2 separate regions of the Sus scrofa genome follow, and region 1 is linked to region 2. The links are chromatin contacts, called in public HiChIP or PLAC-seq maps. All regions are on one chromosome and are shown on one strand. The core of a region is the stretch at or near the end of the contact, and the rest is flanking DNA. Distances in the headings are between cores, read along the strand shown.

Evidence for each region. HiChIP or PLAC-seq counts read pairs in DNA pulled down with a chosen protein or histone mark.
Region 1: an H3K27ac HiChIP or PLAC-seq map of skeletal muscle shows a contact between it and region 2. The contact joins two enhancer-like sites. A contact is called at or near these places in 4 of 47 Hi-C or Micro-C datasets (fetal skeletal muscle, omental adipose tissue, psoas muscle and 1 more) and 1 of 2 datasets of contacts at active chromatin or transcription factors (skeletal muscle).

Annotation. Positions count from the first base shown.
Region 1 is chr1:190,121,053-190,125,111 of Sscrofa11.1, forward strand. No RefSeq gene overlaps it. Among named protein-coding and RNA genes, the nearest start is that of TMEM30B, 49 kb to the right of the region's middle. Within about 2 kb of position 2,604, at least 4 of the 83 cell types and tissues checked have an H3K27ac peak or open chromatin away from gene starts, as enhancers often do. A contact at or near this core is called in fetal skeletal muscle and skeletal muscle, where this site is marked.
Region 2 is chr1:190,034,083-190,038,150 of Sscrofa11.1, forward strand. No RefSeq gene overlaps it. Among named protein-coding and RNA genes, the nearest start is that of SLC38A6, 110 kb to the left of the region's middle. Within about 2 kb of position 1,394, at least 8 of the 83 cell types and tissues checked have an H3K27ac peak or open chromatin away from gene starts, as enhancers often do. A contact at or near this core is called in fetal skeletal muscle and skeletal muscle, where this site is marked.

The DNA.
Region 1 (4,059 bases), core at 1,354-3,853, 88 kb after region 2:
ATTTCAGACAAAGTTGAGGGTTGAAAAGAAATAAAGGGAAATAGGACGAAGACAAAGAGAAGGTGGGGTGCCAGTGGGCAGCCCTTGGCTTGGAAGGTGCTGCAGAACTCGCCATGACCGAGAATGAGGGGAACCCAGCTGCCAGATCCCTGATGGAGGGGAGACATTTACTTCCTGGAATTTGAGTTTCAGATGCTCACCTCCCTAGGGATTTTCCATTAAATTAAGCATGATGAGCCACAAGCTGAGACAAAATCAGAGGAGCTGGCTTTGGATGTTAGATCCTGCCATAAGTAACCCTGCTTCTAAAAAATAAAAAGGAGTTCCCTTTGTGGTGCAGCAGAAATGAACCTGACTGATAACCATGAGGTTGTGGGGGGTTCAATTCCTGGCCTTGCTCAGTGGGTTAAGGATCTCTCTTGCCATGAGCTGTGGTGTAGGTCGCAGACATGACTCAGATCCTTCTTGTGGCCGTGGCGTAGGATTGGACTCTAGCCTGGGAACCTCCATATACCATGGGAGTGGCCCTAAAAAGCAGAAAAGAAAAAAAAAAAACCCAACAGCCCTGCTTCTTCACATTTTCATTGTTACTTGTTACTTTGAATCTCTCTCACTGTTTGCCCTCATCTCCTGATCAGGAACATTTTGGCACACGTGGCTTCCCCTATGGGCCTCCCCTCATTCTCTTGTCCTTTGCTCCTCTCCTCTCCTTCTCTGTGAGAGACCCAAGGCACACTAGGGCAGCACCTGCCTGAAGTCTGGATCTGAGCTGCTACCTCCTGCATTCCTCCTGGGACATCTGGAATCTCCTGGGACGGGATCTGATGTCCCACTGAGAACCTCAGGGCAGAAGCATGGCTGCCACTGCAGCAGCTTCTCAGCTTCTTGTTCTCGGGCGGGGGGGGGGGGGGAAGGGGTGGGCATCCTTCCTGACACTCCAGGCTGCCTCCCTCTCCCTTCTCATTGCAGCTTTGTGGGGTCATTTTCTAAAACATTCACCTGAGAGGGGAGGAAGGGTTACAAGGGCCTGTTTCTCCAGGTGACTTTTTTGTTAAAAGGCTGACTGGGAGAATATTTACCATCCAAGTAGTCCACAGAGATTGCCTTCCTATGCGAAGCACTTATTAGCTGAGAGTTCTCTGGGGTCCGAGCCAGAAAAAGAGACGGTGCTCCCTCCCCAGCATCCCCTGGCCTGGCCCTCCTCTCGGCAGAGTGCTGTCCCCACAGAGTGCCAAGGCTGCCTACTAAAAAGCAGATGCTCTAAGGTGATATTTCCCCCTTTTCCAATCTCAGAAAAGCGGTCAGACTGGTTCTGAGCCTCCCCGTAGGCACGGTTCTTGGCTATAAAATGTGATGTGCAGTGCTGGGTTTAAACATGAAACCAGTGTATCCAGGATCGTTGGAGATTTTCGCAGGGAAATATCTTGGAAATGATTTTCAGTTTCTCAGCATCTTCCTTCAGTTCTGTTTTCTTTAGCAGATGTACAGCGTGCACTTTTGCCATTTCTTCAGTGTGTACAGACCAAAGAAGCAGTTTCCTCAGTAACGTCTTGGTATATATCTGTTTTAACTAATATTTGAGGACTCAAGCAGCAGCATATTACTTCAAAACTCCCTCATACACTTGAACTTGGAGAGATACAGACGAGACTCATATTTCCTGTATTAAAATACTTGCACAAAAAACACACTCTTTCTGGTTTATCAAACAAGCTAATATGTCTCTGGAGAATTTTGAGTTCAGACATGAACAATTCCATGAACTTTTTTGTGTGTGAATCATTTGAGCTTTGGATGGATTTCCTCATGGGGAGATATGATTGCATAAAACATTCTTCTTCTACCTGAAATGTTTCACGAGATGGTCTTTCAACACAGACTGTTAGTTTTACAGTGAATAAGCCATGTTTGAGGAAATAAACTCTGCATGAACAAAAAGGTTTCAGCTTCTTGCATTTATTCCACCTTCTCCAAGGACCATAGCACTCTCATGAGCTCATGAAATTTGAACCTCAAAGATTCAATTAATTTGGTCTCTTCCTGTTTCCACATTTTATTCCCGCCAGTTTCACACCTATCACATTTAGGAGACCTGGAAAAATCGGGAGATAGTTTTGGCCTGTCAGGACACCCTTTTTTCTCTCTTTAAATTTTAAAAAGGAGCCATTGACTTTCATTTTTTAAACTGCACCAGCCAGCCCAACCCCTCGTCTTGTTGAAACACCCCTCGGGGATTTAAGCTCTGAAATCCAGTTCCCTTAAGCCAAGACATTTCATAGACTTTGAGAAAGAACCTGAGAGCTGTTCAGTCTCACCCATCTCAGCAGTTTCCACACAGGAAAGGATCAGGAAGAGGGAGAAGGAATCCTACAATACACGGGAGACTTTACCCAGAAAGTAAAGATTGTTGCAACCTTCGGATGATTCCACACACTTTCTACCATCAAGCCCCATAAATTAGCCGACATCACAGTGACAAGAAAGGGGAGGGGGCAGTCTAAAGATTTCACTTTTTTCTTTTTATGGCCGCACCTGCAGCATACAGAAGTTCCGAGGCTAGGGGTTGAGTCAGGGCTGCAACTGCCGGCCTACGCCACAGCCACAGCCACGCGGGATCATTAACCCACTGAGGCCAGGGATCAAACCAGCATCCTCACGGACACTAAATTGGGTTCTTAACAAGCTGAGCCACAACAGGAGTGCCAAAGTTTTCACTTTCGGGTTGGCTTTAAAATGAAGCGACAGTATTTTGCTGCAGCCCATCTTCTTAGTTTTCAGTCTCGCGTGTCCTGCCTTCGAGGCGGCATCTGGGATGAGCTTAGCACAAATGCCACTGCCTGTGGCCGACAACTGCATCTTTGGCTCCTACCATTTGGCCCAGGTTCAACTTCTCTCCAACTTCTGCCCTCTTCCCAGGCTTCTGGGAAGACTCTGTTGCCTGATCTTTATTACTCTTTTCCCACACCCCATTATACAGCGTGATATCGGCCTCTGAATTTATTTATTAGGACTCAGGTCTACAATATACAATCCCCCTGCTTCCTGTCTGACAGGGCACCTTCGCAGCAGAGCTCGTGAGGCGCTGCTGGTCACAAACAGTCTGAGAGTCAGCATACAGAGAGGAAGGGCCAGAGGCTTGCAAAACAGCCAGCCCTCTGGAGGCCCCTTGGAGCCAAATTGGTTTTTCAAAACTTCACACTCACGATCCCACAGTCCAGACGGGCAGCCACAAACAGCTCCTTGCGAGGAAAGGGCCTTTGCAACTGGCAACCTTAGACCCATATGTCTGGCCTTCATTTAGGACACTGGCTCTATTTTTTTAGAAATTAGCATTTTGCCTAATAAGCTTAAGCTTTGTCATTGATGTTCCCACTCCATGTTTAAACAGTCTGCAGACCTAGACTGTGTCCTTTTTTTAAAAGGCAGGTAATACATTTACATTATTCATAACTTGAAATGATATTAAAAATATATATGCTGAGAAGTCTCACTCCCACTCTTGAAAGGGAGCGCACGCATCCCCATCCCTGCGTGTAACCACTTTTATTAGTTTCTTATGTATCCTGCCAGGGCTTCTTTTTACTTTCACGCTTCACCTTTTTTAAAAAAAGTTTATTGAAGTATAGTTGATTTACAATGTTGTGATAATTTCTGCTGTACAACAGTGATTCAGTTGTATATGCACACACGTCCATTCTTTTTCTGATTATTTTCCCACAGAGATGATTACAGAATATTAAGTAGAGTTCCCTGTGCTGTACAGCAGGTCCCCATTGACCAGTCATTCCATATATCTCTGCATATGCCAATCCCAAACCCCCAGTCCATCCCTCCCCCGCGCTGTCCCCTTGGGTAACTATAAGTTTGTTTTCAAAGTTTATGAGTCTGTTTCTGTTCTGCAAATAAGTTCATTTGTATCATTTTTTTAGATTCCACATATAAGTGATCTCATATGATGTTTGTCTTTCTCTGACTCACTTCATTCAATATGATAACATCTAGGTCCAGCCATGTTGCTGCAAATGGCATTATTTTATTCTTTTTTATGACCAAGTAACA
Region 2 (4,068 bases), core at 144-2,643:
AGTGTCAAGTGACTTATTCTTTAAATGATTTGCTAATTTGGCTTTGATTGTGGGAGAGACTATTTCAGAGCAGTAAAGTGCCTGGTCGATCACAGCCACAGAGAGCCTGGGGCACGGAGGGAGGTCTTGGGCCTGACTGGACTCCAGGGCCCTGGGGTGGTTCACAAACCTCTCAGGACCTCATGCTGCTGCCCCACCCAGGCGAGGTCACACACTGTCTCACGTAACCCAAGCAGCCCTCACGCCTGCCTCCTGCTCTGAGAGACATAACGTTCCATGAGTATCTCCCTTTCCACCTTGAATCTGAGCCTTTAGCCTCCCAGCTCCTCCTCAACAGACCAGGGAGGCAATGGCACACCAGCCTGTTCCCCAGCTCAGGGAGAACTGGATCTGGACTCACCTCATTGGAGCCTGAATGGGATCCAGACCATCAGCCACCCCATCACCCATCCCTCCATCAGAGTTTTTCATGGTTCTGCTTCCCTGCCACCCAAGAGGTCACAGAGGTGCAAACAGCAGAGCCTCAGACCTCATCTTTCCTTTCCAGACCACCTTCTTTCCTTTCTGGAGATGGGAGACATAGAGGGAGCCTGAGACCTGTCCCACCTGTGGCTGATAGGACCTCCTCGGTAAGTTCTGCTCTTCCCACTCAGCAAAGCACACGTGTGCACAGGCAGCCGAGCTGCTGGCCGTCCAGACTATTTTTAAACAGACTAAAAATACTGACTTACCTCAGAGGACTGTGCTGAAGGAGCTTGTTTAGGGTGTCGGATGAACCTTTGCAAATCTAAAATGCTTTGCATCACCTGCTCCTTCACCCCGTGGGTTCCTCCCCTGGGAACCAAGAGAGTTATAAACTCAGGCTGGCAAAGAACAGGGTGATGGGTGGACTGACCGGGAAGCTCTCTTTGTGGGTTTGGTGATGCTCTGTGAGATTTGGCCTCTCTAGATGCTGGCCAGCTCCAGGGCAGATCCTGAACTGCCAGGCCCAGAGCCAGGCCAGCGCATAGAAGGCTCCCTGTGTGTGTTGGTTGTTGAAGGGTGTTTCTTGGCGGGGGCAGCGCAGGTGCCTGAGCTGTTATGATTTCTGACACCCCTGTTGGGTAGGAGAAGCCCAGGCACACATGTGTCTACCCCGCTCCCCTCCCCCTCCCTTCTACCTCAGCCCTGGGCCGGTCCCCTCTGCTTCCCCCACATAAGCCTTCATGTTGCAGCACAGCGGAAGGTCAAGTGCTCTCCTGTTCTAGGGCAGACACTTTGGGTTTAACCTTGAGGCAGAGGCTCAGCTGCCCTGACAACCCGTGGCTTCTTTCTGCAGCAACACCTCCTGCAAAGGTAGCCCAGCACGTCCTTGGCCACGGGTTTCCCAGGGCAGTAAAAATAGCTGAGGCCCCGCAGCTGCTGAATGATGAGTTCTGGAAGGAGATGATTGATTCTCACAGCTGAGTCCCGGGGTCAGGGAGCGCCGAGCAGGCCGAGGGGCCAGGGTGAAGGCTGGGCTGGCCCCGGGGCTGCTCTAGATAGAGCTGTTGACAGAGGGATCTGTGCTCCCCCCACCTGAGGGGAGCACCGAGTAAGCGGATTAAAAGGAACTGCAGAGGGCTCTGTGAGAGGGAGACAGTGCAGCCCTTTCTTTGAGGCCAGACTGGACCTTTTTTGACATATGCAGTCACCTCCCCTCCTTCACCGGGGACAAAGTTCAAAGTGGGGTGGGAGTTACTTTCCAGGGAAGGTGACGGGCTGGTACAGTAATGGGAGCCCCCGCTTCCCCTAAAACTATGGAGCTGTTGGGGCTTATGAAACACCCCGGGGACACAGGTGTCAGGTAGCTTCTGGCAGCCTGGGGTCACTCTCTGCCCTCCCCCCACCCTGCCCCTGGGCTGCAGCAGTACCCTGCCTGCTTTGTCAGGGGCCTGGGCCTGGGCCATTGACCTGGGCTGCTCCGATTCTTCATGGTGATCTAAGGTGAACCGTGTCCGTGGAGCTCCTGACCAGTAACAGTAGCTTTTAAGCCAGGATCCTGCAGTTGTTGGGCTGTTCACAAGGAAACAGCTGGAAGGGTGAAGTTCTACAGCTGGACCTGATCTGGACAATTCAGAGATACAGCCATATGTGTTTACTTTACAGTGCATGTTTTTAAGGCAATCTATAGCCCAGGGTTCCATACAGCAAAAATAAGGTTTCAGAGGGAGAAAGAAGAAATTGCTAGAGGAGGGAGGAACTAAGAGGCAAATGAAAAACAATATATTTTCCTATGAGATTATTAAAAAGATGACGAGGCAGCCAGACATGGGTGTGTGTGGGGGGGATAATCCAGGTGGCTTTTCTCCCCAGGAAAAGGGGCTGCCTTGTCATCAGAGCAGAGGTACGGGGGAGACCTACTGGTTTTCATGAAAGATGTAAAGATTCTGCAGAGGAGCCTGAGTTAGGACTACAGGCCAGAAAGAGAGGTGGCCCCTCCTTTTGTCTTTCATGCTACCTGCGGGGCATCAAGGTGTGTCTTTATCTTTCTGGAGTCACTTGAGATGCATGCACTCAGCCTCCCTTTCTTGCTGTTCTTTGCTCAGAGGTGGGGTTGCAGATATTGTGATTGGTGTGGAAAAGATTCCAGAACTGTAAGAAAAGGACCCCACAGGTTACCTCCAGGTCTGTCCTTGATACCTATGGGGGACGAATGGAGAGTCTTTCTCTTCCAAACCCTCCTCTGTCCTGCACAGTGGGAGGCCTCGCATACACCCATGCACAGACAACTCAACAGCTTGGATGCACGTCCAAGCTCCATCTCTGCATGCCACTTGGCCACTGCCTGCAGCCAGGAGTGTGCATATTGGCCACCCTCGGGAGGACAGACCTGGGCAGAGGCCATAGGTAGGGGCCATTTGGGTGTGGCATTTCCAGGTTCAATTATCTAGAGCAAGACTAGAGTGAGGTGTCACTGGAACTAGGTGGGCACAGCCTCGTGGTCCTACAGACTTCTCATTGCCTCATGGGAAGTGCTCTGATCCAGGAGGGGCAGGAATGGGGCCCCCAAAGTACGGGGCAGAGGGCAGGGACCTCAGTTACTCAAGTCAATGTCTGGTACTGAGTATGGCAAACTAAAGCTGTCAAAACAGGGCAAATTTCCCCCCAGATCTCCTCCCCACCCTATGTCCTGGTCCGTGCCCTCCTCCACCCCCAGGGGAACCCTCAGAGCTCAACTCCTTCCCCATCTCCAAAGCAGCTTTTGGTTCTGGCAATTCCTATTCCTCCAGAGTCTCCCTTCAGCCCTTGGCTGCTCCCCAGTGTCAGCTCTCACTTGTGCCTGGACCAATTTCCTGGCCTCCTGAGTTGATCTGCTCCCCTCCTGTTGCCACACTGCCACCCCAGCAGTTTTCCCCAGGGTCAATATGACCTCTTCACCTTCTGTCCTGCTTAAAGCTCTTCGGGGCTCCCTGTGCCAAGAGGATCTAGTCCAAGCTCTTCAGCCCAGCACACAAATCTCTATCCTTACACTGCCCACCTCTGCCCTCCCCTAGCCTCCACTGCCCTCCCCCCCAGCCTCTGCTCTTGAGCTTTGTCAATGTGCTGTATCCTTTCTGACCTCCTTGGCTCTATTGAAGTGCCCTTTCTTGTCTGACTGGTCAACGTGTCCTCATTTTCTCCCAGATGGAAACCCTTCCAATGCCCCCTACTCCCTTCCCCCCACCCTAGGTGAAACTGATCCCCTTATCTGTAAACTGAGCTGAGGCCCACATCAGAGCAATTATAACATATTTTCTAGCATTTACTTCTTTACAAGTCTTTTTTTTTTTTTTTTTCCTTTTTCTTTTTTTTTTTCTGTCAAGCTGGAAGCTCCCTGACGACAGGGGCTATATTGTTCTTCTGGGCATCCCTGTGCCTGGCATGGAGCTTGTGTTGAACTGAAATAGAAAAGTGTCCCTATGATCAATGCTTGCTGCCCCAGATGGAGTCCTCTGTTGATGAACAGACATTACTTGATCTGTTTTCCCTGTGTATTGTATATGGTAGCAATTCCTAAACAATGGGCAGGACCTGATCACAAGGTTCAGGCACGCATTCAAGACATAG